Linked DNA regions of Mus musculus: regions 2 and 3 are each linked to region 1. The links are chromatin contacts, called in public Hi-C maps. All regions are on one chromosome and are shown on one strand. Each heading gives the region's core, a stretch centred on a gene start, on an enhancer-like site or on the middle of the called end of the contact. The rest is flanking DNA. Distances are from core to core; before and after follow the strand shown.

What was found. Hi-C and Micro-C count contacts between places; a contact is called where the count stands out from the background.
Region 2: a contact with region 1 is called in a Hi-C map of the N1E-115 cell line, with 4 times the contacts expected there. The contact joins two enhancer-like sites. A contact is called at or near these places in 1 of 484 Hi-C or Micro-C datasets (the N1E-115 cell line) and 1 of 9 other capture datasets (embryonic stem cells).
Region 3: a Hi-C map of the N1E-115 cell line shows a contact between it and region 1, with 4 times the contacts expected there. The contact joins two enhancer-like sites. A contact is called at or near these places in 1 of 484 Hi-C or Micro-C datasets (the N1E-115 cell line), 1 of 115 datasets of contacts at active chromatin or transcription factors (astrocytes) and 1 of 9 other capture datasets (embryonic stem cells).

The regions. Positions count from the first base shown.
Region 1 is chr2:174,672,875-174,675,844 of GRCm38.p6, reverse strand. All of the region lies in intron 3 of Zfp831 (zinc finger protein 831), which reads right to left. Among named protein-coding and RNA genes, the nearest start is that of Zfp831, 31 kb to the right of the region's middle. Within about 2 kb of position 1,379, at least 147 of the 459 cell types and tissues checked have an H3K27ac peak or open chromatin away from gene starts, as enhancers often do. A contact at or near this core is called in the N1E-115 cell line, where this site is marked.
Region 2 is chr2:173,937,196-173,939,902 of GRCm38.p6, reverse strand. No RefSeq gene overlaps it. Among named protein-coding and RNA genes, the nearest start is that of Gm30017, 64 kb to the right of the region's middle. Within about 2 kb of position 1,347, at least 14 of the 459 cell types and tissues checked have an H3K27ac peak or open chromatin away from gene starts, as enhancers often do. A contact at or near this core is called in the N1E-115 cell line, where this site is marked.
Region 3 is chr2:173,788,866-173,791,804 of GRCm38.p6, reverse strand. It overlaps the pseudogene Gm14371. Among named protein-coding and RNA genes, the nearest start is that of Vapb, 53 kb to the right of the region's middle. Within about 2 kb of position 1,379, at least 109 of the 459 cell types and tissues checked have an H3K27ac peak or open chromatin away from gene starts, as enhancers often do. A contact at or near this core is called in the N1E-115 cell line, where this site is marked.

The DNA.
Region 1 (2,970 bases), core at 130-2,629:
CAGGCTCTACCGTCAGAAGGGCAGGAAGAAGCCTAGGCTGGGTCAGGGCAAGGGGGTTTGGGAGATACGGGATACCCAGAAATTCCATCTTGGGAAAGATGCCCCCAAATCACAAATGTAACTTTGGATGCAAGTGACAAACTCGAAATGGACCCGGTTCAGTGAGAAGCTGGGAAGAAAGGACACATACCTATCAGGAGGGGACGGGTACAGACCTTTCTGGGATAAGAATAGAAAGCCCACCTCCCCCAAGTGCCACCACATTCCCCACGGGACTTCTAGGGAGTTGGGGGTGTGGAGAAGCAGCTGTCTTCCTATAGTCTCCAGGACCAGAAGGGAGAAAGAAAAGGAATTTTCCCCTCAAATCCAACCGGTGAGTCCCAAAAGAGGATACAGACAAACTGCGTTTGGCATTTGGCTCTCCTAAGCCAGATGCTGAATGTGTGGGTGTTAGATGACAAAGAGAAACGGCAGTGAGCCCCCCCCCCCTTAATAAAGATCTCTGACAGTAGTGTGTGTGTGTGTGTGTGTGAGAGAGAGAGAGAGACAGAGAGAGAGACAGAGAGAGAGAGAGACAGAGAGAGAGAGACAGAGACAGAGACAGAGAGAGAGAGAGAGAGAGAGAGAGAGAGAGAGAGAGTTTGAATTACCATCATGTAAACACTGGAAGATCTATTTACTGTCAAATTCTAGATTTTTCTCATAGAGACCAGAGCTGGCTTTCTCCCTGTATAGGAGCTAAGATTACCCGGATGATAGTTTGGTTTTTGCATTTGTTTTGTTTTGTTTTGTTTTGTTTTGTTTTGTTTTGTTTTGTTGGGTTTTGTCCTTCCTTCCTTCCTTCCTTCCTTCCTTCCTTCCTTCCTTCCTTCCTTCCTTCCTTCCTCCCTCCCTCCCTCCCTCCCTCCCTCTTTCTTTCTCTCTCAGTTCTGAAGCAAAGCTCAGTCCTTAGCAGCAGGACTCAGGTGTGAGGGACCAGAGAATCTGAGTGCCGCATGCTACTGCCTCTTCTGGGCAGGCTGCAGCGCCCGCTCCTCTGTCTCTGATTTACATTTGTTTTTCTGAACGGCTTTTTTTTTCTTTTTCTTTTTCTTTCTTTCTTTCCTTCCATGTGCTTCCTAAAAACACGGTTCTGAGGGAGAGCTGGGGTGTTTTGAAGTTGGGAGGGTGGTTGCTGACCATATCCACGTTCCTTCTCACAGGGACCCTCACCCCATCCCCCGGTCTTCTCTTTTCCCATCTCTCACCCTGCTCTCTGCAATGCTCAGCTTCTCTGGGTCTCAGCCTCCTACGAGGCCCCTGCCTATACTCCTGTCCTTATTCCTCTGGGGGTCATCATTCTTCCTTCAGTACATCTGGGTGGCATTTACGTGAAAGCAGCAAAAAGGAACAAACAAGCAAGGGTCGCCTGCGTGCTCAGACTGTAAGCTTCGCCTGCTCTGCAGGGGTCCAGCCGAGGCTGGCAGTACAAACCCTGCTGGCGATTAGCCTGCTCCTGGTTTAGCCATTTGAACTTCAAAAAATATAAACTAAGACCCAGCAAGGTGTCCGGGTTCGGAGCAGACCCGGGGTGCAGTGGAGGGGGTCCAATCACCCGCCGGGGATCAGGTCCTGCCAGGTCCTGGGCAGCCTGCAGCTCCTGCTGCAGTCGGCGCTGGCTATTCCTCGCAGGCAGCTGTAGGGGGCGCCGTTGAAGCTTGGTAGACGATTTTCCAGCAAATACAGAGTCATGCTTCGCTTTTTTTTTTTTCCCCCGGATAATAAATCCACAGAGCTTGTTTTTAACCCCCACCAGAGGTTAAAGTAGTTTCATAAAAAGTTTTTGGTAAATTCATGGGTAACTTTTTGAGGTTATGTGAGGTTGTTGTCAAAAAAATAAAAAGAAAGGGAAAGAGAAAAACAGCTTTTAGCTGTTGTTCCCTCTCTGCTCATGTAAGACCAGAGTCACAGGAGGGCGGATGGGAGGGGGATTGGAGCTTGGTGTTTTTCCAGAACAGTCCATGCACAGCCGCAGCTCCCTAGTCCCCCCGGAAGCCTAGCGATGGGGCTGGGGGTCGTGGGTGGCTGCGTAGGGTCTGCTCTGCACCCCAGCCTGCAGCCACCTGCCAGACAGCTGCCCCCGAGTTCCTGCCGGCGCCGGGGATGCAGTGCTGCAGTCTTCTCGATTTTTCTACAGCTCCCAGCCCGCAGACCCCTGCCCAAAGCGAGTCAGGGTGTAGAGAGAGCTGGTCGGGGGTCTTTGCATGCATTTCCCGAGTGGCAGTCAGAGTAGGGGTTAAACGGATTAAGAAGTTTATCCAATTGATAGGGAAGGAGACTGGAGGAGGCAGAGGGAAACAGCGCAGTTAAGGGAGGGGGCGTCGCACATTAACTATGATTCAGAGACTCAAATGCACCGAGTTCGTTTTTCATCTGCCTTTAGCTAGAAGAGAAAAATAAGGAAATTATAGAAAATTGAGACGCTAACATCCCTAAGAGCACTGTGCGCCCGGGGGTGCTTTAATGAACACTTAATAATTTCAAATGTTCGTGCTCAGAGGTGGCTTTGTCCGTCTCCAGCATGTCAGGTGCCTCGTAGCCATCAAAAGCTAATGCCTTTGGGCTGGGACAAAAAAAACAAAAAACAAAACAAAACTGAAAGTTAAAAACAAACAAACAAACAACATTTTAAGAGTTTTAGCAGAGAGGGGGCTATCTAGGAACCTATCTTTTCATCCACTATGAACTTGGGCACGACTCCCTGCCAGTGAGGATGGGGAGGTGGGTAACCTTGGCAGCCACCTCTGACCCCAAAGGCCATATCGAAACTCAGGTGAGGAAAAACATTTGGCGGAAACCCTCAAATGCGGAAGCAGGAAGCTGCTTGTTGTTGGAGCTGATTCTCTGAGCTCCCTGCCAGCATCCAAGGTTGAGGTGAAGGCCAACAGGAGAGGGGAACCTTGTCTGGAGGTTGGGGACCTTAAGCAGAGC
Region 2 (2,707 bases), core at 98-2,597, 740 kb after region 1:
AATATCATCCCCTGGGAAAGCCATACAAGCCTTTGGTGACTAAGACAGGGACACAGAGCTGGATTAAGAATTCGGCCAGAGTCTGCTGATATAGCACCAATACGAGACAGGATCCACACAGAGATGCCCATTTTGGGTGGTCATGTTGTTAGCGCCCAAAAGGACCTGCCACTAGCATGCTGGTTGACCTGAAACACTTTGTCTTACATCCCTGTTCCTCCTTTATTCCTGTAGACCTGTGCCTTATAACAAAAATGAAAAAAAAAAAACCCTACACATATTGTATTTTAAATTTTTAACACCTTTTTAAAATAGCAAAGGCAAAAACCATAAAGTAAAAACAGAAAAGTAATTTTACTCATATATTTAATGAAACCCAGTGTATCTGAAATAGTATCCCACAAGGCAGTCTATATGAAACGTTGGTTAAGTAGATATCAGTCTTCCAGTTATGTATTATTTATTAACCATAAGTCTGGGACCTGGTGTTTATACGCTGGCAGTTCCTCTCCATATAGACTTTACTTTCGGTGTATAGGAAGCAATGAATGTATTGGCTGACCAGAGCTAACGCAAAAGCCAGAGTCAAGAGCAGAGTGTAGAAGCTGGAGGGGGGGGGGGGTCTAGCTCACATACACTGTGCCTCTTTCTGTCATTAGCGCCCAGGAAATATGACATTAATAGAAGGCGGCTTCCCTAGAGAGGACAGCTATCCAGAGCTCCTAGCTATTGTGTCTTCCCTTTCAGACCTCTCCCACGAGAACATTAGGACATTAGTGTTGGAGGGGGGACACGTGTGGAGCACTCCTAGTCAAGGAACTATGGGGCAACTGATGGCTGCTGGTGGAGGAGAGGCCATTTTTCTTCAGCAAGATAGCGACTGGTAAATTGTCCATACCCCAGTAATCCCCTTTGCTACGCTCATGCAGACATCCTGATTCAACTCAGCAGGACACAGAAAGGGGAGAAAAGTAGACACGGAAGTGGGGTTGGGGGCGTTGCGAAGAAACCGGAAGTGTACAGAGAGCACAGGGAATGGATAAGACAGGGCAAGGGGTGAACATGACCAAAATACATTGTATCCACTCAAGATAAATAACAGGAAACAACAGAAGTAGCAAAACCCAGGGTGCAGGGGCTGTTGCAGTCCTTGGTAGTGCTCTGGGAACAAAGGCCAGCTAGGCCCGACTCTCCCAGCTCAGCCCTAAAGCAATCAGTGGCTCCCAAGATTAAAATTCACCCACGGCCAAATTCTGTTATAAACAGCAGCTCTGCTCCACCTGGGGCCTGGAAGCCGGCAGATGCAGCTCCTCTCCTGGGCATACAGTGATGGAAACCCCTCCTCGCTCCGACGCCCCCAGCCTTTAAATCAGCCGTGATTCCGGCCTGACACCGAGTTACGGCACGTTTACAGAGCCTCTGTAGGGCTCTCTAAATTTTGTGGCCATGGCTCATTCTCACCCAGCAATCCAAATAAAAATAGCGCTATTGATCACAAAGCCATCGATAACGTCAGCCCTGAAGCTGCACGTGTCCATCTTTAATTGCCTCTTCCCTTTTATGTCTCCAGATATTACCATACAAGTCTGGGAGGCCAGTGGCCTCAGGTTGTGAAGAAAAGAGACCTGTGCTAGGCATAAGGGAGTGGGACTCTCATTTGGGGCCCTGTGTTAGAATCTGTCAGGAAATGTCACCCAATTATGCTTAATTTCTCATTGTTCCCCCCCCTGACCCCCACCCTTTCTCCTCCAAGCAATTAAGCTTCTTTGCTGTAACAGAGAAGCAAAGTGGCGATGCCCAATAAATTAATCAAGAAATAAGGAATGAAGGCCGTGCGCACTGGAGCTGGGTGTTTGCACATCACACATGTGGGGCTCCAGATGTTGAGACTTAATTTTTACCGCTATAAAAACTAAGAAAGAGGAAACTAGATGCTGTTCCAACTGACAGCCAGCCCTCCCTGCAGCACTGAGATGGCCCTGCAGCTTCTGGAATGCCCCCACCCCCACCCCCCAGGACCTGGTGGTAAAGAAAGGCTCCCCTTCAGGGTCTCGGGCGTGTGTTTTTCTGGCGTCCATGCAATTGTGTTCAACGTGAAGTGAAGTGATCGGCTCTGCTATTCGACAAGAAAGCTGCAAAATCAAAATTAACACATGCTTCATTAAACGCCTGCCAAGAGCAGCAGAGCCGTCTCCTTGGCACGCAGCCTTCCTTCCTGATAGAGGAATCATAAAGTTTCATTACATTTGAGAAAACAGGCACGGGGAATCTGAAGATGCCTATTGGTTGTGGGGTAAATCACAGGTAATTGAGACTATCATAAATTACCCACAGCCAGATCATTTAAAAAGAGAAATCATTAAAGTTCTCTTAAATATCTTTACTGAAAACAAATTTTCCTTAAAGTGCGGCCTCGTTTTAATTTGTTTGATGTGTTAGGGGATCCCACAAGCTAAGGAGGGGCATGGGACAAGCTTAAGTAGGCATCCTCCAGATGCCCTTCCGGACTCGAGGGTGTAGCTTAGTGCTTTCCTAGCATCGTAAGACCCCAGCAGTGCATGAAGCAGGCCTGGTAGCCCACATCTATAACCTCAGAAGGTGGAGACAGGAGGATCAGAAGTTCAAGGTCGTCTTCTCCACACAGTGATTTAGAGGCCAACCTGGGCTATTTGACAACCTGTCTTTAAAAAAAGGGGGGGGGGGTTCC
Region 3 (2,939 bases), core at 130-2,629, 880 kb after region 1:
AAGAAAAGACATGTGGGAGAGAGGAGAGAGGAACAAAGCAGGGGTGAAGCCCAGCCTGCTGCGTACTCCCAATACCCCCTCCCTCATCCCTCCATTGTGCCTCCTATACGGAGCACCGAAGCTCTGGCTGTCTGCAGCAGCGTCCAGCCAAGGCTCCCTACACCCCAGATGTGTCTGCCTCTCTGTTTCTTGATTGCAGAAGGGGGCTGGCTGGGGATCTCTGCCACATGTCCTCCCTCGGCACTTTCATTCAAGTCTCAGACTGAATACTATCTCCTCAAGAAGACTAGCATTAGTGCCTCCCCCCAAAACATCACCCCCCCCCCTCTCTTCCACCCACCATGGCCACATGTTGATCAGTGTTAGAAGGGCTTTTAATTCATTCATGTCTATCTTCTAGACAATGTAACCCCATCTCAGCATCTTCCCGGTGGGCTCAGAAATGCCTGGGGCCGGGTGGAAAGGGCCTGAGAACATAGGTGACTCTTGAGGATACAGGGACTGGTGAAAGCCAAAGGCCACTTGTGGCCTCCCTGGTGGGAAAGACTGAAGCAGTTTCTCTGTAGCTTCCATATGGAGACATGTGGGCACAGAGAGGGGCTTGGCACAGGGCTTCACAGTAAGCAGAGGCTTGGGTCAGCTAGATCCCGGCTGGGGACAGAGGTCAGGGCGTTCTAGGAGGAATGTGGGGGCTTCTTGCTGTAACAGGGAAGGTCATTTGGAATGGCTCAGCAGGTCCTGTGCTACCTGGTTACATACGCTAAATCAGAGGGTGCTTCCGGGCTGGGCTTCGTTCGCTATGCCCACTATGGAGAGAGCTGACAGAAGAAAGCCTCTTTTAGTGAGGAGAGAAGTGGTGGGCAGAGGCCAGGGCCTCGAAACCCCCAGGCCTTGCCACCCTGGCAGAGAGAGAGACCCAGAAGCATTCTCCTTGGCAGAAGGGAAGAGCCTAGTCTCGGCTGTGAAAAAACAAAACAAAATTAATGTTCTCCACTGTGTGTGCAGTCACGTTGACAGGGAGGCAAAGCCCGTGCGGTTGATAATTTCACAGTGCAAGTCCCAGGAGAGCAAAAGAGCTTTTTTTCTTTTTAATAAAAAGTTTAGATTGTACACAGCTCTCGGAGGCCCGTTAGCTACCAGACTCTGCCTAGCAGAGGCCGTTGTTTCTTTGCTTTTCTCTAAGCGAATGTGTTTAATCTCCCAGCGGTACCACCGAGCAAAGAAGCAGTGTGTGTGTGTGTGTGTGTGTGTGTGTGTGTGTGTGTGTGTGTGTGTGTGTGTGTGTGTGCTGCTGACGCTCGCTCGGCCTCTCCGTGTGTCCTCTCCTGGGAGCCAGGGTGACTCAGGCTCTGGCTGGAGCCTCTGACGCAGGTGGAATTGCATTAGGGCCCTGGCAGGGGCTGGTGCAGGGCCATTAGTCACTGATGAGGGCTGGGGGCAGGGGTTGTTCCCACTTACAGAGGTGGGCTTCGGGTGGCAGCCGTCCACCTCCCGTCTGCTCAGAGCTAGTCACCTGAAGAGATGGAAGACCCACTTCCACAAAGGGCAGAAATCATCCGTCCACACTGGAGGACTCTCCTATAGTCCAGGCAGCCCCCTCCTCCATGCCAGCCATTCTGTGGTCATCTCTGTTTTCTCACAGAGCTCAGCCCACTCCTTCCGGCTCCTTCAGCCCCTGCTCAGCTGGGTTGTCGCCCCCTACATCTCCATCACACATTTATCAACAACATCCTGTTTATTCACTTGGATCTCCAGAACAGCAGACCTCCTGTCAGGGCCCCTGCTGGGCCTCCCGCTTGCAGTGTCACCTGGCCCTGCAGGCGGGAGCTTACCAAACACTGGCTGAATGGGTAAATGCCGCCCGCATCCTGTCTGGAGGCTCAGGATGGGCTATTAAGTATCTACAAGGCACACACTGGCTTTAAGCACTCTCCATACTGCTTTTTCAGAAAGAATGGACGGAGCCAAACGCAGACATAAGACCTGGAGGACACTTGGCTCTCTTGGGGTAGTTGGTTTTAGAGCATCGAGGGTAACTCCTGTCTCAGATCAGGAGGCCACGGGACCTGACACTGTCCCAGGCACCCCAAGGGACCGAGAGGTCCTGAACCCCTTGAAAGAGCCATAGGTCGGTCAAGCCTCCTGCCCTGGCCCTGAAGGCCTGCCCCACAGCAGGTGACTGGCAGAGGGCTCTAGGCCATCCAGCCCCCAATTAGAAAACCAACAACACTGTGCAGACTTGTTGAGGGGGGCCTCCTCCCAGTGTGTTGCCCTTCCTAGGGGGCATTTAATAATTGATATCTTAGTCCTGGGGTACCTTTTAAATCTCTTAGACTAAGGGGAGAAGTAACAAGCAAAGGAGGTCTTGTTTGTTAAAAGAAATGCAAGACACCTCAGGAGGGAGTCCGGCTTTCAGACTCTGAGCTGAAGAGGGTCAGGGCTCTGTTCCTCTCCCTCCACTTCCTTCAGAAGTTCTAGGCTAAGTAGAAAGGGAGAAGAGAATGTGGCCAGCAAGATGGGAGTGAGACTGAGGCTGGGATGGATAGGTAGTAGCTCCTCCCTGACAGTAGGCCTTGGAGAGCTGAATTCGTAGGTGGTCAGGATAAGGCTCAGAAGCAAGCTCATGTGTCACAGGTCTGGGCTTAGAGAACTGGCTGCCTGGCCAGCTTACAACAACAGAAGAGCAGAAGGGCTGGGCACAGGGCATCTTTGCAGTGCTTCTAAGTGTGTAAATTAAGGAGTTGTGTCCAGCTAGAGCCAGAGAAGAACCAAACATTCAACCCCTTGGAGTCAGCGACAACCAGGAGCAGAATTATCATACTGAGAATGATATGGGCTGTGAATCGAACCCTAGTGTTAGATAGCGCACAGCATCCTGTTGTCCATGGCTTCCATAGAGGAAGTGAGCAAGAGCATGCAGCCAGATAGCAGATGGAAGA